6 separate regions of the Mus musculus genome follow, and all the other regions are linked to region 2. The links are chromatin contacts, called in public HiChIP or PLAC-seq and promoter capture Hi-C maps. All regions are on one chromosome and are shown on one strand. The core of a region is the stretch at or near the end of the contact, and the rest is flanking DNA. Distances in the headings are between cores, read along the strand shown. Region 1 overlaps Prkdc (protein kinase, DNA activated, catalytic polypeptide). Region 2 holds the start of Snai2 (snail family zinc finger 2). Region 3 overlaps Prkdc (protein kinase, DNA activated, catalytic polypeptide). Region 4 overlaps Spidr (scaffolding protein involved in DNA repair). Region 5 holds the start of Fgd4 (FYVE, RhoGEF and PH domain containing 4). Region 6 overlaps Fgd4 (FYVE, RhoGEF and PH domain containing 4).

Evidence for each region. Promoter capture Hi-C pulls out the DNA fragments that hold promoters and counts their contacts. HiChIP or PLAC-seq counts read pairs in DNA pulled down with a chosen protein or histone mark.
Region 1: a contact with region 2 is called in a FOXA1 HiChIP or PLAC-seq map of pancreatic cancer cells. The contact joins the enhancer-like site here to the promoter of Snai2 in region 2. A contact is called at or near these places in 12 of 39 promoter capture datasets (the 3T3-L1 cell line, 3T3-L1-derived adipocytes, the C10 cell line and 8 more), 7 of 115 datasets of contacts at active chromatin or transcription factors (the NIH/3T3 cell line, cardiomyocytes, embryonic limb bud and 4 more) and 1 of 9 other capture datasets (embryonic stem cells).
Region 3: a contact with region 2 is called in a promoter capture Hi-C map of embryonic stem cells, with 7 times the contacts expected there. The contact joins the enhancer-like site here to the promoter of Snai2 in region 2. A contact is called at or near these places in 11 of 39 promoter capture datasets (the 3T3-L1 cell line, the C10 cell line, HPC-7-derived erythroid cells and 7 more), 1 of 484 Hi-C or Micro-C datasets (the HPC-7 cell line) and 2 of 115 datasets of contacts at active chromatin or transcription factors (astrocytes and embryonic stem cells).
Region 4: a contact with region 2 is called in a promoter capture Hi-C map of embryonic stem cells, with 7 times the contacts expected there. The contact joins the enhancer-like site here to the promoter of Snai2 in region 2. A contact is called at or near these places in 11 of 39 promoter capture datasets (the 3T3-L1 cell line, 3T3-L1-derived adipocytes, the C10 cell line and 6 more).
Region 5: a contact with region 2 is called in a promoter capture Hi-C map of pre-B cells. The contact joins the promoter of Fgd4 here to the promoter of Snai2 in region 2. A contact is called at or near these places in 9 of 39 promoter capture datasets (the C10 cell line, the HPC-7 cell line, HPC-7-derived erythroid cells and 5 more), 1 of 15 datasets of contacts at CTCF or cohesin (large pre-B cells), 1 of 484 Hi-C or Micro-C datasets (pre-B cells) and 1 of 115 datasets of contacts at active chromatin or transcription factors (astrocytes).
Region 6: a promoter capture Hi-C map of liver shows a contact between it and region 2, with 2.8 times the contacts expected there. The contact joins the enhancer-like site here to the promoter of Snai2 in region 2. A contact is called at or near these places in 11 of 39 promoter capture datasets (the 3T3-L1 cell line, the C10 cell line, the HPC-7 cell line and 7 more) and 1 of 115 datasets of contacts at active chromatin or transcription factors (astrocytes).

Annotation. Positions count from the first base shown.
Region 1 is chr16:15,708,140-15,711,775 of GRCm38.p6, reverse strand. Prkdc (protein kinase, DNA activated, catalytic polypeptide) reads right to left here. Exons shown (of 86, transcript NM_011159.2): 32 at 2,845-3,065. Among named protein-coding and RNA genes, the nearest start is that of Prkdc, 72 kb to the right of the region's middle. Within about 2 kb of position 1,850, at least 33 of the 459 cell types and tissues checked have an H3K27ac peak or open chromatin away from gene starts, as enhancers often do. A contact at or near this core is called in the NIH/3T3 cell line and pancreatic cancer cells, where this site is marked.
Region 2 is chr16:14,703,569-14,707,207 of GRCm38.p6, reverse strand. It overlaps Snai2 (snail family zinc finger 2), which reads right to left and starts at 1,356. Exons shown (of 3, transcript NM_011415.3): 1 at 1,156-1,356; 2 at 1-497. The coding sequence starts at 1,234.
Region 3 is chr16:15,758,541-15,762,071 of GRCm38.p6, reverse strand. Prkdc (protein kinase, DNA activated, catalytic polypeptide) reads right to left here. Exons shown (of 86, transcript NM_011159.2): 53 at 2,463-2,587; 54 at 2,221-2,370. Among named protein-coding and RNA genes, the nearest start is that of Mzt2, 100 kb to the left of the region's middle. Within about 2 kb of position 2,006, at least 5 of the 459 cell types and tissues checked have an H3K27ac peak or open chromatin away from gene starts, as enhancers often do. A contact at or near this core is called in embryonic stem cells, where this site is marked.
Region 4 is chr16:16,084,568-16,088,263 of GRCm38.p6, reverse strand. All of the region lies in intron 5 of Spidr (scaffolding protein involved in DNA repair), which reads left to right. Among named protein-coding and RNA genes, the nearest start is that of Spidr, 60 kb to the left of the region's middle. Within about 2 kb of position 1,558, at least 20 of the 459 cell types and tissues checked have an H3K27ac peak or open chromatin away from gene starts, as enhancers often do. A contact at or near this core is called in embryonic stem cells, where this site is marked.
Region 5 is chr16:16,597,629-16,601,417 of GRCm38.p6, reverse strand. It overlaps Fgd4 (FYVE, RhoGEF and PH domain containing 4), which reads left to right and starts at 1,440. Exons shown (of 17, transcript NM_001301817.1): 1 at 1,440-1,640. The coding sequence starts at 1,490.
Region 6 is chr16:16,563,878-16,567,754 of GRCm38.p6, reverse strand. All of the region lies in intron 1 of Fgd4 (FYVE, RhoGEF and PH domain containing 4), which reads left to right. Among named protein-coding and RNA genes, the nearest start is that of Fgd4, 34 kb to the left of the region's middle. Within about 2 kb of position 1,319, at least 23 of the 459 cell types and tissues checked have an H3K27ac peak or open chromatin away from gene starts, as enhancers often do. A contact at or near this core is called in liver, where this site is marked.

The DNA of each region.
Region 1 (3,636 bases), core at 601-3,100, 1.0 Mb before region 2:
GTGTGTATACTTCTACCCTTCTTAGAAGGGGGAACAAAATGCCCATGGAAGGAGTTACAGAGACCAAGTTCAGAGCAGAGACTGAAGGAATGACCATCCAGAAACTGCCCCACCTGGGGATCCATCCCATAAACAACCACCAAACCCAGATACTATTGCAGATGCCAACAAGAGCTTGCTGACAGGAGCCTGATATATAGCTGTCTCCTGAGAGGTTCTGCCAGTGCCTGACAAATACAGAAGTGGATGCTCACAGTCATCCATTAGACAGAGCACAGGGTCCCCAATGAAGGAGCTAGAGAAAGTACCCAAGGAGCTGAACGGGTTTGCAGCCCCCTAGGAGTAACAACCATATGAACTAACCAGTACCCCCAGAGCTCCCTGGGATTAAACTACCAATCAAAGAAAACACATGGAGGGACTCGTGAATTTAGCTGCATATGTAGCTGAAGATGGCCTAGTTGGTCATCAGTGGGAGGAGAGGCCCTTGGTCCTGTGAAGGTTCTATGCCCCAGTGTAGGGGAATGCCTGGGCCAGGAATAGGGAGCGGGTGGGTTAGGGAGCACGGGGAGAGTTGAGAGGATAGGAGATTTTTCGGGGGAAATTGGAAAGGGGACAACATTTCAAATGTAAATAAAGAAAATATCTAATAAAAAAATGGGATTGATTAAAAAAAAAAAGGTTGTAAAACAACTTTCTAAACTGGAGTAGCCATTCTTTTTTTGTTTGTTTGTTTGTTTTGGTTTTGGTTTTTTCGAGACAGGGTTTCTCTGTATAGCCCTACTGGCTGTCCTGGAACTCACTTTGTAGACCAGGCTGGCCTCGAACTCAGAAATCCAATTGCCTCTGCCTCTGGACTAGCCATTCTAATATCAAATAAAATCAACTCTCAACCAAAAGTTATCAAAAAAAGATAAGAAAGGACACTTCATACTGGTCAAAGGAAAAATCTACCAAGATGAACTCTCAATTCTGAACCTCTATGCTCCAAATGAAAGAGCATTTGAACCTTTATTAAAGCTCAAAGCACACATCCTACCACGCACAATAATAGTGCGAGAATTCAACACCTTACTCTTACATCATGGAAACACAAACTAAACAGACAAGTGAAACTGCAGAAGTTATGAACCAAATGGATTTAACAGATATTTATAGAACATTTCATCCTAAAGCAAAAGAATATTCCTTCTTCTCAGCACCTCATGGTACCCTCTCCCAAATTGAGCATATAATTGGACACAAAACAGGCCTCAACGGATACAAGACTGAAATAATCCTATACATCCTATCAGGTCACCACGGACTACGGCTGGTCTTAAATACCAACAAAAACAACAGAAAGCACACATACATATGGAAGCTGAACAACGCTCTACTCAATGATAACTTGGTCAAGGAAAAAATAAAGAAATTAAAGGCTTTTTAGAATTTAATGAAAATGAAGACAAACATACCAAAACTTATGGGACACAATAAAAGCAGTCCACACATGTTGAGAGCCTATGGTGCCACTTCTAGGAATACAGTATTTGTCACTGGGCTAAGACAAGGAAGTAGGCTCAGATAAGAGTATTAGAAACAGTGACCATGGGGCTTTGTTACTTAATTATTAATTTGTGTGATCCTTTTGCTTACTTCTTTACTTAATTACTATTTTGTGTGATCTCTTTACTACTTCTCTTGATGACTTCATCTTTGATCTTAGAACTGACCATGTTTTTTGGCTATCACAAGAATGATATAAAGCAGGCTGGGGAGACATAAAGCCGCTTCAGCCTCAGTACAGGCTGAGTCATGTGATAATTTTGTCAGTATAGGCTGAGTCATGTGATAATTCTGTCTGGCTGTTTTCCTTTGTCAATCCTCACTCCCTCCATTGAGACCCTGTTGAGTGACTAAGCTGGCTTGGTCACACACATGACAGGAAATGTGATACTTGACTGGGTCTGGTTGACCAGTTAATATGATGTTTACTTTCATTTATTCTCCAATAAATTATGTTTCATTATTCATTATGGCTGGAGAATAGCACACCCTTATGAATATAAACACACACATTCATTCATCCATTAATGGCACCTAGGTTGATTCTCTAACTTGCTATCATGAATGTAAGGATAGCTGGTCACACACCTTTAATCACAGCCCTAGTGAGGCAGAGGCAGGTGAATCTGTGAATTCCAGACCACCCTGGTTTACACTGTAAGTCCCAGCCAGCCATGGTTATAATTTCCACTTGTCTCAAAAATAAACAAACAAGCAAACAAACAAATGACAAATGATCATGAAGGCAAGGCATCGCTCCACTGATGTTGACTCCTTTGGGTAATGACCAGAATCGTGTGCCTAAGTCATAGACAGTGATTACACTTTTAGTTTTTGAAGGTGATTGATTTCCACAGTGGTTGTGCTAATTTTTGATCCTGTTTTTAGTGAGATGACAGTATTAGGCATGGAATCCATGGCGAGCAAGCACTTTCCCATGCACTCTCTGGCCGAGCTCCCCAAAGCAGCACTTGCTTTGCTTCTCAATCATCGCCAGTTTTTGTTTCTATTTCATTTCTTGAGGATAAATATTTGAAGTGGGCTACGATGGGATCTGAATGTAATTTTGATGTTTCTCCCTTATGTCTAATGATCTAAGGCACTGGCTCTCAACCTTTAATATAGTTCCTTGTGTTATAGCAACCCCAAACCATAAAGTTCTTTTGATTGCTACTTGATAACTGTAATTTTGAATCGCAATGTAAATATTACAGGATCTGATCTTAAGGAAACTTAAAACACTTTGCATTATAAAGCACCAATCTCCAGTTAACAGAGCGGGAGAGGGGACTCTACCTTGCAGTCCTCTGGAGAGGCGATGAGCAGGGTTGTGGTGAATTCCATGATCCGGACTAAGACTGTGCACTTGCTGTAATTGTACTTCTCTTCCTCGTGGAGGCTGGGAGGGCCCGGCGCCCCGGAGCCAAAGCGTTGTTCTACTGCTCTAGCGCTATGGGTTGCTATGCTTTCTAAAAAGAAAGCCACTGACTTCAAAAGTGAAGACTGTACTTCAGCACCTAGAAATAATAGCAGCAAAATATTACTATGCCTTTCTTTCTAACTCTACTAAAACTAATGTACAGTGCCTTTTTGAAATACAAGTGATAATATATACTTAATAACAAATTAAAGACTATTTCAAAGAAAAAAATGTTAAAGGAAAGATCAACAAACAGAAGCCATTTCTTCTTAGCTTCTTAGTTCAAATTTTGAACTAAATTATAATTGAAATAGAATTCAATTTCATATATAGTAAAAATGTCTACACAAGGTCAGGTCATTTATTTATGTATTCACCCTGCCACTGGGTTATATTCCCAGTCCTCTGCTATGGTTTGAACATGTGCTCCCACCTGCTGCAGCTATTATGGGAGTTGTGCAGCTTTTAAAAAGATGAGAATAGTTAGAAGACATGGGTCCCTGGTAATCTTGTCTTTGTGCAGTGTCTTTGTGTTCTGGGATTCTCTCATTTTTAGTCAATCATGAAGTGATCTGCCACATCTTCCTGTCACCATGACTTACATAGAGCCAGGCTTTGATGGAAGGAGCTCAAAGAATGAGCCGAAATAATAAATAAATATATATGTT
Region 2 (3,639 bases), core at 107-2,606:
GCCACAGATCTTGCAGACACAAGGCAATGTGTGGGTTCGAATGTGCATCTTCAGGGCACCCAGGCTCACATATTCCTTGTCACAGTACTTGCAGCTGAACGATTTCCTAGACTGGGCATCACAGTGCAGCTGCTTGTGTTTGGCCAGCCCAGAGAACGTAGAATAGGTCTTATTGCATAAATTGCACTGAAACTTCTCAGCTTCGATGGCATGGGGGTCTGAAAGCTTGGGCTGCAGTCTCTCCTCTTCGTCACTAATGGGACTTTCTGAACCACTGTGATCCTTGGATGAAGTGTCAGAGGAAGGCGGGGGACTTACACGCCCCAAGGATGAGGAGTATCCAGTAAGAGGAGAAAGGCCACTGGGTAAAGGAGAGTGGAGTGGAGCTGCCGACGATGTCCATACAGTAATAGGGCTGTATGCTCCCGAGGTGAGGATCTCTGGTTTTGGTATGACAGGTATAGGGTAACTTTCATAGAGATATGGGGAAATAATAACTGGAAGAAAGAAAAGGAAGGAAAGAAAAAATTAAGGCAAAATATTTTTAAAATATATGTACACAGTCTGAGAGAGACCATAACAACATGCAGGAGACTCCATAGGAGACTCTCTAGTGAAGACAGCCTTACTCACAGGACACACATAAAGTCTTCCCTTCACCTGGGCTTACTGTCCTCGTGCAGGCTGACAGTTGCCCTGACTAACCTTCATTCTGGACTAGCCTTGCTGTCCCAATTTAGAACGAAGAACTAGACACTATATTAAAACTTTTTATAAAGTTGCTTTTCATTTTATGCGTGGGCTGTTCTAGCTGTACCGTGCCTGTGGCGGGTAATGGCATGCACGAATCCAGCTGCTTTCCCAAGTGCTTGGCTTCAGGAGATTGCTGCTCAGGCGAGGGGAAGGGTGCGATCACGTCCGTGCACTCCTTTTGCGTACACACAGGCTCAGAGAACTATACTGCCCGACCGGAAGGAAGCTTTCCTTGTCAGCAAAGATCTCAAAGGTTTTGAATTAAAACTTAACCTAAGTAATCAAGAGACTGCAAGGACAGTTTTGGCACAGCATTAAAAGGAAAGCGGCCCGGTGTGTTCTCTGAGTCAAGCAATAGAACCGCGGTTTACTCGCGCACAGATTTACAGAGGCGATTTTTACCTGTGTGTGTGTCCAGTTCGCTGTAGTTGGGCTTCTTGGAGGCGTTGAAATGTTTCTTGACCAGGAAGGAGCGCGGCATGGTGGCTGCGGGCGGGCGCGGGCGGATAACGGTCCAGGCGGCGGTCCTATAGCATCGCGGTGGCTCAGGTGCGGCGGGGGACAGGCAGGCGCCTCTGAAGTCACCCGGCTCCCTGCCCGACTGAGCTCCTCTGGGCGGGGAGGCGCCTTCTCCGTTGCTTTTTCTAGAAGTAACCAATCACAGCCAAGAGGTTCAGATTTCAGCTCCTCCTTCTGGAACAGCTGTGAATAGAGGAAGACTCTGTTGTCAGACTAAATTTTTCTGGTTCAAAATGGGCTGCTCATGGCATTTCAGTGGAGGCTCAAAATACATTAAATGTTTTCAAGAAAGGAAATCTCGGTTCTTGAGCACTGGGGAAACGTGTTTCCGCTAGGTGACCTACGGCGACTTGGCTTCCAGATGTGGGCAGTGCCTGGCAAGGCGAGGGCGGGAAGGAAGGGCGGCCCTCCGGACTGGGACCGCGCAGCCCCTAGTGGCCAGAGAGTCTATATTTGGAAGTTGCGTCTGGAGGGGGGTTATTGCACACAAGCAGCTGTAGGCTCTGGCTTTTGGGAAAGGAAGGTAAAGGCTCCCCGCAGCTGCCACAGCAGGTCTAGGGCGGCGTGCCAGAAAGTTAACTTGCTGATCGCTGCGTTAGACACTTGAAAGTAAAGCCTTACAGCCTACCCCAGGAACTGGAAGAGTGTAAAGATAAAAGGGAAGGCTGGTGCAGACTCCGACAATAGGCAAACTCTGGAAGAAGTATGGAAAGTTCTGATGAAGACATGTGACAAGACTTCCTCCCTTTGTAGCGCATGGTATTTTAGAGAAAGAAAAAAAAATATGAATCTCTACTGACAATTCTTAGTGTCTGCCGTTACTTAGTGGTGTTTTCTTTAGTCTTCAAAAGCCTCCCCCTTCCTCACGCCACATCCCTGGTTTGCATTAAAAGATGGGGTAAAGGATTCTTTTGCCAAGTTCTTTGACTGGCAGTTTAGGTAGTCCAGTAGCCAGCCGGTCACTTCACTTGCATTTGCACATAGGGGTAGGTGTAAAAATACTCCGAAGTGATTCATTTTAAAAGTGCAGTTTTCACTGTGCCCACAGGCAACTCTGTTTATTTCAATGTTACCCTGACTCTTCCCAACAAAATTGCAGAATCCAATTCCCCCACCTCCCCACCCCAAGACAACTAACTTTTTTTTCGTAACAGGTGCTGGAAGAAAACAGCGGAAACAGAATACCACCAGCGATGTTGAGACTTGCAAGAGAAAAGTGCATTGTCAAGCAGCATAACTTCTTAATCTGGGGATGAGAAAACGGGCGTGTGAGCGGGGGAGGGGGAAACCCGCAGACTTCCTGGGTTAATTTCAATGATTCCTCTTTCTCTTTACAATAGTCACTGATTTCAATGTCAAATACAGAAAGATATTTATATGAATCCTTAAACTAAGGGAACTGAATCTGCAGGTGACAAGAAAACAAGAAAATGTATTAGATTTCTTTCTAAGCTACCATGAGTATGGATCAGAGCTGGAGTCTGAGTTGACCTATTTCTAGTGGGTTTGCTCAGATTTAGACACCTGCTCTATAGGGCAAGAAATCTTGCCCCTTCCACCTAATTTCCAGTAAAACACACCGTTTGTTTTTTATCTAGTATTGAAAGAGGGCACAAAGCCACACATGACAACAGGGAACGCCAGAAGATAACCTGCTAAAGTGAGTTGTTGCAATTTAAAAAATCATTAACGATTCATTGTGCTTTTAAAGAACCAGTGAATTTGAAACAGGGAAACCAGCCCCTTTGTGTCCAAGGACCCAGGGGTTGTGTTAAATTACAGACTGCAGTCAAGTAACCTGTGTGTTCCAGATTGTGCTAGCCAGTATTGAGCTCAACTGATCTGATTCATGCCTTATCTATGTGAGATGTGTCCCACTGGCCGCAGGAGGAAGTCCACCGGCTGATGACATAAATCATGTTAAACAGAAGCTCTGCTTGGGCACAGCAGAGGAAAATTGATATTAAACTGATGTAATGAAAATGCAAGAATGGAAGCTTATCATACCCAAGGCCAGGTGGGAGGACTCTGCTATAACGGTTTCTCCCTGCAGACTTCAATAGATTGGGGTGCTGCTTTTAGTCACAGACTGCAAGATTTTGTTTGTGCAAGGCAGGGATTTGTCCTTAGATACACCAACATTTTAAATACTTCATTCTGTATTCATAGAAAAGGAGGGAAATAGACATAAAGAGAGACTGCGAGACAGACAGACACACACATACAGTCATACACAGATAAATCAATAGATGGATAGATGGATAGATAGATAGATAGATAGATAGATAGATAGATAGATAGATGATAGATAGATAGATAGATAGACTGATAGACTGACTGATTGATTGATTGATTGATTGATTGATT
Region 3 (3,531 bases), core at 757-3,256, 1.1 Mb before region 2:
GACATGAGATGACCACTACACATGTGCACTCACAGAAGCTATGGCCACCTGAACAGGACTGAACACTTCTATCACTGGCATGTGATTGGGCACTCATGCCAGTCCACCCTATTGAAAAGCTATTGGTAGTTAACAGTGGCTGGGGAGGTTAATCTTTTTTCTTCACTGGTGCAGGCAGTTTTTTAAGGTACCCATAATCCAGTGAATAACCCCATATCTATGTACATACATGTTAAACTCAATGGACACGAGAGAGAGGGGGGAGAGAGAGAGAGAGAGAGAGAGAGAGAGAGAGAGAGAGAGAGAAGAATAAAGTCAGAGTAGGGAGGTGTGTTGGTAGGAATGGCAGTGGGAAAGGGGACAAAAGAGAACTGGGAGTGATTCTTATAAAAAGGCATTATATACAAGTGTGTGTGTGCAAAACTGTAAAAGAATACATAAAAATTATTTTTAAAAAAGGAATCATAAAAGACTACCATGTACAACTGAACATCCCTCCTACTAAAATAATAGTCAGCCAGAAAGAAACTGGCAACTGCAACCAAGGAAGACTAAAATGTAAAACTATAAAAATATGAAGTAATTAATAGTAATTAATCAATGGGAAGCTTAAAGCAATCATTCAAAACTTCACACCCAAAAAATTTAGGGTCACATAACATCACAGTTAAAACATTCTGAATTTTTAAAGAGCTGAAAAGAGAAAGTCGGACTAGGTTATTCATAGTAATTCTTTACTTTTAACAATCATAATTGTGATTATTATGATCATATAAAAGGAGGAGTGAAGAATATATGGGAATTTTGTATAAAATCTTTACCTTTTTTGTATCTATAAAGATTATTTCAAAATAAAGTTCATTTAAAGAAACTGATGGTGACAGACAAAATAAGGGAAAATTATGAAGGACTTAGGTGAGAACACTCTCAGGTGCTATCAGTCTGTCAGATAGATAGTGATCTAATTGTGTCTGTCAGATAGATAGTGATCTAGTTGTGTCTGTCAGATAGATAGTGATCTAATTGTGTCTGTCAGATAGATAGTGATCTAATTGTGTCTGTCAGATAGATAGTGATCTAATTGTGTCTGTCAGATAGATAGTGATCTAATTGTGTCTGTCAGATAGATAGTGATCTAATTGTGTCTGTCAGATAGATAGTGATCTAATTGTGTCTGTCAGATAGATAGTGATCTAATTGTGTCTGTCAGATAGATAGTGATCTAATTGTGTCTGTCAGATATAGATAGTGATCTAATTGTGTCTGTCAGATATAGATAGTGATCTAATTGTGTCTGTCAGATAGATAGTGATCTAATTGTGTCTGTCAGATAGATAGTGATCTAATTGTGTCTGTCAGATAGATAGTGATCTAATTGTGTCTGTCAGATAGATAGTGATCTAATTGTGTCTGTCAGATAGATAGTGATCTAATTGTGTCTGTCAGATAGATAGTGATCTAACTGTGTCTGTCAGATAGTGATCTAATTGTGTCTGTCAGATAGATAGTGATCTAATTGTGTCTGTCAGATAGTGATCTAATTGTGTCTGTCAGATAGCAATCTAATTGTGTCTGTCAGATAGCGATCTAATTGTGTCTGTCAGATAGTGATCTAATTGTGCCCCGAGTCCTAAATATCTGAGTGTCTCCTGTTCCTGAAAGCAGTCAGCTTTCAGCAAGTACTGAAAGAGAGCAGAACACAATGACATTCATTCTTGTCATCAGTACATTACATACTTACCAGTTTTATCACCATGAAAGTGTTATATACACACAGGTCACAAATGTAAGAAGACAGAGAAATAAGGGACCGACTACTTTATCTTCAATTACTTTCTACTCAATTGAAACTTTGAAAAGAAGGGAACAATGTTAACATAAGAAGGTTCCTGCTTGTCAAAATAGGTACAGAACTGAAAGCCACGCACAAGTCTTAAGACAGTCTGAAGTACTGCAGTACAGCAATCGTCTTCATTTGTATGAGAAAAAAAACAAGGGTGGGACTGGGTGCCACTCCCCGAGGCTCCAGAGACAGAGGCTGGGCTGGGATCTCATTCCCTCCTCCGCTCTCACCACTTTTACCCCTTGGGTTGAAATTTCAAATATGCTTCTTTTGAACACCCAAAGTGGTTGGTAGTTAAAGGAGATACAGGGGCGAGAGAATATTTTGTGACTGTGTCTGTGTTGTATTCTAGTCAGTGAGGCCTGATACTCACTTACCTATGTCTCATGACTTGAAGAAAGTCTTTACTCTTTAACTGTAAGTATAGGCCTGTGATCTCCTCTGCTCGACAAAGTACAACTTCCAGACAAAGTGTCTTCATTACTCCATGAAATTTTGGCAGCAGAAAGAACAAAGCATTCAAGAACCTGTGGAGGTAGAGAGGTTCATGAGAAGATGGGGGCTGATATGCTCCCACACCTCCTACCCATGTCCCAGGCCTCCTGCCACTGTCCCTTACCTGTCAGCAAGAGGAGGGAAGCCCTTCGCTATTTTGTTTAAGCAAACAATAAATTTGTCTTCCATAGTATTTTGATGTTGCTTCAGTTGTTTTATAACCAGTTCACATACCAACTCTGCTATCACCTGAAAAATTAAGTTTCCTTTCAAACACATAAAAGTAGAACACTATGTTAAGGGCTGAAACCAAAATTTATTTTAATAATTTAAGTTAATCCCAGGAACACGTCCAACATCATGACCTTCACCAAGATTCACATTCAAGTGATAAAATTGAGTGCTAGGAACGGCCACCAGTTTGTAGTAGCCACCACACAGTCACAAGGTTCCCAGGCCTCAACTGTGACAGTGAGTGTGTAAAGCCATACCTTGGGCACTGTGCAATGATCTAATGCCTTGTGCTTCCTTCTGACATAGAAACACTGCAAGTCCTCTGAGAAGACAGAATTCTCTTTAGTTTAATGTTTATCAAATACAATTTAAGATGCATTTTATGTTAGGTGCCTTGATCAGTCCTCACAGTGAACTCTAGTTCAAGAGACCTGATCATGGTCTTCCTGCATGGATCACAGTCTCTTCACCCTTCAACACTATTAAATATTCATTTGTACACTGTCTGTCCCTGAGCAGAGACGGGGCCTGTTTCCTGCTGTGTCTCTAGGATCTGGAACCTGTAACCTCCCCAAGCCTGAAGCCGGCTGATGCAAACCTTGCTGCCACTGAGAATGAGACCACCTGGGTGAAGCCTTCTGACCTAGATGGCTCTATTGTTCTGTCACCCACTGCTGCTGCTCTCCTCCAAGACTGCTATCTGCTGAGAGGCCCCTGAGATATTCAGGAGGCACATCCTATCCTGCAGGCTGGCTCCAGGCACCAAGAATGGACTGGCAAGGGATGGGCTTTCCCCCTTTTAAGCATAGTCTCTGAGTAAAATCTCTGAGTAAAATCACGGGCCTTGATCAGAACATTTGGCTTAGCTTGCAGTCTAAGTCTCTTTCAGCCCCAACCTGCCTTCCAGAAATACCCAGTTCATGTAGGCCGCGGGCCAGCTTACAACAGGAACCAACATG
Region 4 (3,696 bases), core at 309-2,808, 1.4 Mb before region 2:
AAAATAAAAATTTGAGCTCATAATATAATCACATAATTTTCCTCTATCCAAACATTCCCATATAGCCATGTTCTTTCTAATTTATGGACTTTTTTCCCACTAATTATTGTTACATATGGCAATAAACCAAAATTTTTTTCTGTAGTGAGAATTTTACATAATTTACACATTTCTTAAGTATTGTTATACTTAAAATTATTGAAATAATGAGTCATGGTGATCAAAACCTTTAAAAAGTGCAACTGATAAATGGATTACATGCCTATAATGATACAAAAATAGATAGTAAATTACTAGTATTGTGATCTCATAAGCTTTGACTTCTGTTTTGCCATCTCTAATATGGTAGTATTTATACTACTTATATTTGTACTTATATTAGTTTGTTTCTCATTGCACAGAGAAGTGTCTGGGGGGAGGCCTTAAGGAAGGTTTCATTATGGCCTACTGTTTGAAGAGATATAATCTGTCATGGTATGGAAGGCAGGGTGATGGGACCATGTAGTGAATTGCTTCTACAGTCAGGAATCAGAGGTAAATTCTGGTGTTTGGCTGACCTCCTATTTTGGGTCTTTTTATTCAGTCTGGAACCCTATTCCATGGGATGGTGACTTGCATATTGAGAGTAGTATTCCCTTTTCTGCTAAACCTCGCTGGAAACATCCTTTGGTTACACCCAAAGATGAGGCCCAGGCAGTTCAAATCTAGTCAGGTTCAATGTGAAGATAAACTATCATGATTCCTTTAGAAGTCACCATAATATTTACATTAAGTTATAGGATGAAAAATGTTTTTAAAAATAGGAATAAATTATTGCTTATTAAAGAGTTTTGTTCAAGTCAGGCATAGTGACATATTTCTATTGTCTCAACCTGTGAGGGATCTGAGGCAGAACACTTGTGTTCAGAATTTCAAGGCAAACCTAGGCAATTAAATGAGACTCTGTCTCTTTAAAATAACAATGATGGCAACAACAACAACAAAAACAAAACCAGTTCATCATAGACTGATTGCCTTTATCTATCTGAATATTAGTTACATAGACACAGAATGAGTTCACAAAGATGCCACTTTAATGGCTCTGTGGTATACTCTGCTTCTTAGGAAGGTCTGGATGGAGACAGTCATTCATTGTTCCAGAAAAAGTTATGAACTTGGGGTGAATGAGTCTGTTTGAGGTAAACTGAAGTGAAACCAGATATTCAGGAAATGTCGAGTAGAGTTGTGATTCTCAAAGTTTGGTTTCTTAGCAATTAGCAGCAGTACCCAAAAGACTGCTGTGTATCTGTGTATATTCTTTGCTTACCTCAACTCTCTGAACTATGGGGAGGAGTCCTATGGAGTGCTCACAAAAAGGGACCTAGCATAACTGCACTCTGACCCAGCAAGCACCTGAATGAGTCAGATGCAGATATTTGCACCCAACCCATGGACAGAAACAGCTGACCTCTGTTGTTGAATTAGGGAAGGCTGAAAGAAACTGAGGACTCTGTAGGAGGACCAGCAGTCTCAGTTAGTCTGGATCCCTGAGATCTATCCAACACAGAACCACCAAACAGACAGTATACACCAGCTGATATGAGGCTCTTAACACACATACAGTAGAGGACTGCCAGGTCTGTGTTCATTCATGATGTACCTAACCCTCTAGAGACTGGAGGCCCCAGGGAGTTTAGAGGTCAGGTGGGGTGGGGGTTGGGGACATCCACGTGAAGACAGGGGGTTGGGGAGGAGGTATGGGATGTGGAACAGTAGCGGGGCTGGAGGGAGAGGAATAAAATATGGAGTGTAAAAAAATAAATTAATAAAAAAAAGAATAAAATTTAAAAAATATCTGATCCTTTAAACTACACTTACATATCAGACTGAAAGGAATAAAATTCAATTAAAAAACAAACAAACAAACAAACCAAGATCTGTGGGTGATTGTTGAGAATTAGTCTGCTGCTATGTATTATAATGCTAAATTCTGTATGGGGGTGGGGGGTGTCTAGTTGCCTCTAGTGAATTCTCACTCTGCCAGCTTTTGTTGTGCAAACCTTCCTCCTTAATTTAAAACTATTGGTTGAATAAAGATGCCTACAGCCTGTATCTGGGCAGAAGGGGGTAGACAGGGTTTCAGTTCCTGGGGCTAGGATTCTGAGGAGAGACCAGTTGGGGAGAGCCAGAGAGGAGGAAGAAGGAAGAATAATCCAGGGAGGAGGTGGATTGTGAGAGCATGTCTGTGAGACCAACCAGTTGGAATAGGAGTGGCCCAGGTGGAACATGGCAAGATATATTTTGGCTTTATCGACAGAGAAGTAGACAAAGTACCACAGAAGCTTGATATCTGCCCAGCCCTGGTGCTTTTTAAGGCTTATTATAAATATAAAGGGTTTTTTTGTTTGTTTGTTTGGTTTTTTTTTTTTTTTTTGTCTTTTATTTGAGAACCAAATGATCTAAGCTGGGATAGAAATTCCCAAATTATATTTACCGCAACAGGTGATTATGTTTCTTGAGAATTACTAGGTAAACGACCATGCTAAAGATCAGGAATGTAGATGATAGGACTGGCTGGAGACAACAAGTTAAGTGAAATGCAGGGCACTGAAGGCAGGATACCAGCAAGAGTTGTATTTTAGTTGACTTCATTTGTCCCAGATAACATACCTTTTGTATATCATGAAAGCCAGGAGCAAAGGACACTTAGCTCCCAGGAAAATGTTGTATATTCCTGGATCTCTCTATGCGGCATGTCCTTTGATATAAGTCCTAGAGTAACCACAGGGCCTACAGAACAGTGTTTGGGAGCAGAGGCATGGGTGCAGGAACCTGTTATATAGGGATACAGGGCACTATGCATTTTTCTACATGTGAATGAGGCATACTCCTTTAACTGAATACAAGAAATGGCCTGAGCAGTACAGAGTGAGAGGTTCTTTCTGAGCTTTAAGTTGCATCAGGTTGAAGTCCTGCAATGATAGGTGTTGTGGTGAATATTATTTGGGGAATTCTACCCTATCTAATATCATTTAGTTCCCAAATAAAAGACACTAAACCTTTATATTTATAATAAGCCTTAAAGCAATAGAGCTGGGCAGATAGCAACCCTTTATGCTATTTTGTCTACTTCCCTGTCAATAACTCAGAGATTATCATTTGTCATGTTCTGCCTGGACTGCTCCTACTCCAATAGCCTGGTCCTTACGGCCATGTGCTCACAATCCACCTACCTCATGGTGGCTTCTTTCACCTCCTCTCTCTTCTCCTCTCTTGTGGTTCCTGTCTCAGATACCAAGCTCAGGAACTGAAGCCTCACCTACATCTCTTCTACCATACCACAGGCTGTAGACATTTTTATTAACCAATCATGGATAACTTGGAAGGCAAGGCTTATACAACAAAAACTGGTATATATGAGGCTCTGCTCATCTTGGAGCAACCAGACTTTGACACACAGAATTTAGCATTTGAATAAAAGCAGCAACAGAACAACCCACTACAGATGGGAATGTGCACAGGGTCAAAATGTCCCATTCTGTTCTGTTGCAGTGTCACTGGTTAGATGTCATGTTTGATTAGACTCTTCTGTGCCCTTTGGCTAAGGCTTCTCTGTATAGTATATTTCTCTGGTAGAGTGCCTAGAGTCAGCCTTATCTTAAAAATATTTCCCATTGACCTTTGATTACTCATATTTACTTGCCAGGTGAGCCAACT
Region 5 (3,789 bases), core at 191-2,690, 1.9 Mb before region 2:
ATTTGAGAGCAAGTCTGTTCATGAGAGAGAGAGGACAAACTTTTCTTGTATTTAGGGGACTTTAAAAGCTATTGTCGGGCTGGTGAGATGGCTCAGCGGTTAAGAGCACCCGACTGCTCTTCTGAAGGTCCTGAGTTCAAGTCCCAGCAACCATATGGTAGCTCACAACCATCCGTAAGGAGATCTGACTCCCTCTTCTGAAGTGTGTGAAGTGTCTTCTGAAGTGTCTGAAGACAGCTGCAGTGTACTTAGATATAATAAATAAATAAATCTTTAAAAAAAAAAAAAGCTATTGTCTTGAGCCAGGTAACCATGTTAGCTACTTTTGTCTTTTCTCTGTGGTCATGTCCTTTTTCTGCCGTGGAAATGTACATTGGAAACTGCTTCATATTCATAAATCTGTTGACTTTATTACTACATTATCTTTAACAGTGGTCATGATAAACTGGGTCTTGTGCTGTTCTGGAAACCAGTGTTATTCTGTGGATGAAATCTGAAGGGAATCTGTCTGCACCGACTGACTGGCTGGTTAGAACTTCAGTACTGTAGAGAGGTTAGAACGCTGCAAGCCCAGAGGCTAATTAACTTACCTTGGCCTAGCTTTAGCCCAGGGGAACAGTCATTTCTTGTCCACCTCTACTTTAAAACTAACATCCCATGACTAACAGATTAAACTAACCTTTGGAATCTATTGACTGACTTAGATGACTTCTAGCAACCACAAAGCTAAGAATGTCACGAGATAGTATCTCAAGCCTATTCAAAAACCTCCATCTTGCTGGTAACCGCCTCTCTGATATACCTACCAATGGACTTTAAACTTGCCTTGATTTACGACTTTCTTTGTTCTGTGAAACTCTAAGACTGCTTCCGCATTGGAACATGGAATTTGAGGTTGTCTAAATCTGTGTTCCTGGGCCATGGTTACTCAAAAGGGCTGCAGAAGAAACTTTTATTCCCTTTAAGGTGAGAGCTGCGCTTCCTTATTGCTTGAACAGCGCTCCCGGCAAGCTGATTCGCTTCTTCCAAGAGCCGGCGGTGCATCTGGAATTCCGGCTTCTCAGTCATTTTCAAAGCTGGGTTTCCTTACCTAAAGTTTGCAGCGCGGTAGCCTGGGAGACTTTGGCTCTTGAAAGTGTGGTGAGTAACAGCCAGACTGTTCTTCCAGCATCCCAGGGCGTGGTCGGTAAGTAAGCTGATGAGGCGTTTCTGAGGTTCAGGTGAGCCAGGCAGGTGCACTCTGCCTTCCCCTGGGCCAATGGGCGACGCCGGTCCCCCCCAAGCCTCTTCGGCGCTCGGGCGGGACCGCGCTGCACTCTGGCGATTGGCTGTGCAGCGGGGGCGGCCTGGGCCGGCCGCTGCCGGAGAGTCCGACGACGGAGTCGGAGCGCAGGCCCGGGAAGCGAGGCCTGCGCGGGGAGGGAGCGCAGGGAGTCGCGCAACCTGGACGCGCGCGGGGCAAGGCTTGCGGGAGTGACCGCAGGCCACCATGAACAGCGAGAGCGACCATAACTTCAGGCGGGTGGCCATCCGGCGGAAGTCAGGCTCCTACCTGCCGCCCGGGATCCCCCGGCCCTGGAGCAGGCCTTCGCCGCAATTGCGGCGCCTTGACCGTGTCGCGCAACCCAGCCAGGCCGCAGGTAATGCGTGGGTGAGCGGAGCGAGGGCGTGCCGCGTGTTGGGGGGCCGGCGGGGGGCGTGCCGCGCGTGTTGGGGGCGTGACGCCTGTGTTGGGGACTGGCGGAGGGCGTGCCGCGTGTTGGGGGCTTGACGGGGTGTTAGGAGTGGAGTGGGTGTGGGTGTGTGCCTTTGGCTGTTGAGGACCTGGGGGAAAGGGCTGCCTTCTGTTGTGAAAGGGATCCTCACAGGTTAGTTACCCCGCAGGACACTATTCCTAGTTAGTTTGTTCTTTCTCCCAAAGCTTCAAGAATATGGCCAGCTTGTTCTTAAAAAACTAAAGGTGTGCCCTTAGAAAAAGCTTTATTAGGAATTGTACAACCTATTTTTCAATATACTGCTGTTTAAGATTCACCAAATTCCTCTGCTCAGTTGACCTTAGTTCCCTGGCGCTCCCTTCCCGAGGGCAAAAGTCAAACACTCAGATAATGTTTATGTTTTTGAATATTTTGAATCTTAAAAAGAAATCTCACCCTTCTTTACTTTCATTTTGTAATGATTGAGCAAGCAGCTTTGTGTTTTTATCAATATGATCAATGTCGAGACTGGTAAATATGCTGTCTATTCCTTGTCCCGAAGCTATAGAAGGCACATGACAGAAAATCGTGATGGATGGTGTGTTAAGTGTGTGTTCACGTTAGATAAGTCAGGATGTGAGATGATGCATGAACTGGATCACGGAGAGTCCTCTGTAATCATTTCCTGTAGAAGTAAGAAACTGATAAAGTATTCTGGAGATCTCTTCCAGTTCTAGCTGTGATTCACCAAACTGAATGAAAATGTTATTAAGTGAAAATGGTTTGCTTTGTCATCGCATTTTGTCACCCGTTGTTTTCAGCACAGACACTGGTCTGATGCCTCTGTTATGTTACTAGATTTATTTTCAAATGCTTTGAAGAGACGATCAAAATATGAAACATCCTCTTTCAAGAGTCACAGTATAGTCTATAAATTATTTCTGCAAAGCAGCTATGCTTGTAGGAGAAAGGGTTCTGTTTGCTCTTTTATTTATTTGTGCCCTCCCCATTCCCCCACCCCCATACTGGGAGTAGAATTCAGGGCACTTGGGTAAGCAGGCTACTACTCACTATGCCCAGCTATCCTGGTTTTTTGTTTGTTTGTTTGTTTGTTTTTTGGTTTTTTTTCCATCCATTGCTGAAGTCTTCTCCTCCTAATTTTTAAATTTGGTCTTCTCCTCCTAATTTTTATTTTTATTTTTTTAAATATATATTTATTTGAGTATACTATAGCTGTCTTCAGACATACCAAAAGAGGGCATCAGATCCTATTACAGATGGCTGTGAGCCAGCCACCATGTGGTTGCAGGGAATTGAACTCAGGACCTCTGGAAGAGCAGTCAGTGCTCTTAACCACTGAGCCATTCCTCCAGCCCTCCTTCTAATTTTTAAATTCAAAGGGAATCTCTAGCAATTTCAGAAATAGAGTACCACCGGGCAGTGGTGGCGCACACCTTTAATCCTAGTACTTGGGAGGCAGAGGCAGGTGGATTTCTGAGTTTGAGGCCAGCCTGGTCTACAGAGTGAGTTCCAGGACAGCCAGGGCTATACAGAGAAACCCTTTCTCGAAAAACAAAACAAAACAAACCAACAAACAAAAACAAAACAAAAAAAGATTTATTTACAGGGATCCATACCATAATCAACCACCAAACGCAGGCACTATTGCATATGCCAGCAAGATTTTACCAACAGGACCCTGATATAGCTGTCTCTTGTGAGGCTATGCCAGTGCCTGGCAGATACAGAAGTGGATGCTCACAGTCATCTATTGGATGGAACACAGGGCCCCCAATGGAAGAGCTAGAGAAAATACCCAAGGAGCTAAAGGGGCCTGCAACCCTATAGAAGGAACAAAAACATGACCTAACCAGTACCCCCCAGAGCTGTGTCTCTAGTTACATATGTAGCAGAAGATGGCCTAGTCGGCCATCAATGGAAGGAGAGGCCCTTGGTCTTGTAAAGATTATATGCCCCAATATAGGGGAATGTCAGGGCCAGGAAGCAGGAGTGGGTGGGTTGGGGACCAGGGTGGGCAGAGGGTATAAGGGACTTTTGGGATAGCATTTGAATTGTAAATGAAGAAAATATCTAA
Region 6 (3,877 bases), core at 70-2,569, 1.9 Mb before region 2:
TAACCTATTGTGAGAATTAAACCAAGACAATGCTGTTTTTAGCAATAGCAATTTGGGTTTTGGTCCTAGAGCAGAAAGAGGAATAGAGTATCTATGTATATTTATATGTGTGTCTGTTCAAGAGAGAGAGAGAGAGTTCTTTCTCTCTAACATGGTCCTCTGTTCAAACACCAAATTAGAGGGGTATGGATGTAGTTAAGTTAGCAGAGAACTTCCTTTTATGCTTAAAGTCCTGGAATCTATTACTAGTACCTCAAGCACAGCATATTAGCACATGTTGTAACTCCAGCAAACAAGAGGAGGAGGCAGGAGGATGAGAAAGTCAAGTCATTCTGGGTTGTATGAGAAAGCAGCCTTAGCAAGCTGTGAAGAACATGTCAGTAACCAGCACTCCTCTGTGTTCTCAGCATTAGCTCCTACCTCCTGGTTCTCATATTGAGTTCCTGCCCTGACTTCCCTGGATGATGAATTACAAACTATAATGAAATAAAACAATTATTCTCAAAGTTGCTTTTGGTCAGGATATCTCAACACCACAATAGAAAAACCAACTAAGAAATTGGTACCAGGTCAAAGGATACTTACTGCTTTGACAAACTTGACCTTATGTTATTGAGGGGGTTACAGTGGCATTTGAATTTTGGGCTGGAAAAACTGTTAAGTGTTCCAGGCTCAGTGGGATGATCTGTGAGTGCTTGGAAGATAAAATGGGTCAAACAAATGTAGACAATGGAGGCATTGTTTGTGAAGGTTTAGACGGAAGCAAACACTCCATTAGCATTGTTCATGTGATAGTTTGAATTAAGATCCACTACAGTGAAACCTTTGCTTTACTAGAACAATTGATGTTGGTCAGAAGGAGCTGAGAAATCAGTAGTGACTAAGAGGAAACCAGCATCATTGAAGAGCATAAATCTGGGAATATTTCCTCAGGGCCAGCATATAGAAGCTGTGGTCCAGAGAGGTCAGAAGCTTGATCGCATGCTGGCAGCTGAATTAGTAACCTGTAGAGTCACGATGGTCCTGGTATTGGAGGTACAAAGGAGTCAAGGAGAACAGCTGAGATGTGGCACTGTGTGGCAAAGCTAGAGTCCCTGAAAAGAGACCGTGAGAGGCTGTTATTGAAAGTACAGCCTCAGTTGCAGAAAAAGTTCCAGGATTGATGGAGAAAAGTTGAATGGAGAAAAGTCATCATGGAGAAAAGTTGAAGCTTGGCACAATGTAGCAGGAATCAGTGAAGGTTCGACACCATCAGAGGCCCCAGCACTTTGGAGATGCCGGTAACATGGGACGAACAACAAAAATAGCAGCAGCCATGGAGTGGAGCCACAGCTGCGAGACAAGCTGTGTGTGCTGTGCCCTTTGGAGCCGACATCATGAGTCACAGACATCTAAGATTGAGCTTTACACTTCTTTCCTCTTAGAATAAGAAAGTATTCAACTTATTTTTTATTTTATAAGAACCTACAGTTATGAGAATTTGGATACTTAAAGAGTCTGAACTGTTAAAAATGTTAGAAATTTTAAAGACTATTGGCTTGTAAAAGCTGATATGTTTTATATTTGATGTCACTATTATGAGATCATGGGGGTGAACAAGAATAGAAAGGTTATGATTTAACAGTAATGCTAATGGTTTAATGTTTAACAATGTTTCAAATTGACAAGGAGTTCATTTATGGCTGTTTTTTATGTCAACTTGACACAGGCTACTATCATTTTGGAAGAGGGAACCTTGCCTAAGAGTATTGCCCAACTGGACTGGCCCATTGTGGATTTTCTTGATTGATGGTTGATGTGGGAAGTCCTATCCCACAGGAAGTGGTGTGACCCCTGGCTGAGTGGTCTAGAATGATATAAGAAAGCAGGCTGAACAATATGAAATGCATGCTAACAGCAGCACTCCTCAGTGAACTCTGCATCAGTTCCAGCCTCTAGGTTCTGTCTTGCCTGGATAAAGGGCTCCAAGCCGTAAAATGAAATAAACCATCTCCTCCCCAAGTTGCTTTTGGTCATTGTGTTAGTCACTGCTCTGTTTTTGTGGAGAGATGCCAGGACCAAGGCAACTCTTATAAAATAAAACATTTAATTGAAGTGTTGTTTACAGTTTTAGAGGCTTAGTCCATTATCATCATCAGATGATAGAGTGTGCCAGCAGGTAGTCATGGTGCTGGAGAAGTAGCAAGAGCTATATATATCTTGATCCCAAGGAGGGTATGTGTGTGTGTGTGTGTGTGTAGAGAGAGAGAGAGAGAGAGAGAGAGAGAGAGAGATAGAGAGAGAAAGAGAGAGAGAGAGAAAGAGAGAGAGAAAGAGACACTCCCAGGAACACACTTCCTCCAACAAGGCCATACTTCCTATTCCTTCTAATACTTTAAATAGTACCATTCTCTGGTCATTGAGCATTCAAATATATGAGCATATAGGGCTCATTCTTACTTAAGCCATCATAGTTATTATGTTTTATCTCATCAATAGAAAAGCCAGCCAAGACATGTATATAAGCCTTCTTTTTTTTTTTGTCATTAAAATGCGTGAGTTGGAGGGCATAGTAACATATCCAAAGCTTTGTTCTTATATAAACCAGGTTCAGATTTCAGTGGTAAAATCCATAACAAAATACTTAAAATCTGTATCTCAGTCTTCATCCCTAATAGTATGAGGATACAGATAATATCATACCTGAGGTTTACACAGTTGGAAGTATTTATTATTATAGCACATGACACATACCAAGAACTGAATAAATAGTGTACCATTATTAATAATATACAATAAACTTTGCCATATGTTTTTTGTGGTGGATTGTTATTGTTAAGTTTGTATATGATGTGTTCCCCCAAAAGCGCATGCATTGAAGGTCATATATACAGAGATAGGGCTTTGAGTAGTGATTGGGTCTTGAGAATGCCAACCTGAATGGAATGAATGGAAAGCCAGGACTACTTGAAGGAAATAGGTTACTGGTGTGTGTGTGTGTGTGTGTGTGTTTTAAGGTATTTTGTGCCCCCTGGTTGACTGTGTTTCTCTTCCCTACTTCCCCCCACCCACCTCTTTTTCCTCCTTTGTTTTTTTCCAGCAACCATTGTAGTCAACAGCTTTGTTTCACCAAATGTTCTTCACCTTGATTTTCTGTTTCAGAGCAGGTCTTATAGACTTTTTGTTTTGTTTTTGTTTTTGTTTCTCATATGTTATCACCGTAAGCCAAAGCAACATAATAGTCTGTACAAGATATTGACATTATTATTTGTATAGCTTAGTCTTATGTTGGAATCTTAGGTTACTTTTAGGTTTGCAATAAAGGAAACACTTATATAGGGCATTTTTAAAATTCATGCAACATATTTGGTTAGTGTTGTTATTAGACCCTTGGTACCGGTTGCCCAGAGTTTCACATTGCATACATAGCCTGTGCATGAAGGGCCCCCAGAGTGAAGGAAAATCTGTACAGATAACTCTGTCCGGGGGTGAACATCACCTCCACCCAAGCTAGTGAGGAATGTGGTGATAGGGCGCAATGACAGCTTCCATCTGGAAATCTCAGAGAAGGCAGAGTTGTAGGAGGTGAGTTAATAGAAGTTCCTGGAGCTAGTTATTTAGGGACTCTTAATAAAAGTGGAGGCAGAATCCAGTTAGGAATTTAGTAAGGAGTCCAGGTGAGGGTTGGTGTGCCTAAGCCTGGTAGGAGCTGTAGAGTTGGTAACAAACAGCTGGATTTGAAGAAACTACAGCATGTGAGAATTTGGGTTGGATGTGAGATGTCAGGGATAGATAGACAAGTATAGTTTCATGTGTTGATTAAGATTGATTGCAGTGTGGCAGAGTCAGGAAGCATCCAGGATGTAAACATCTGGGTACATCTGGGAGGCAGTTTCTG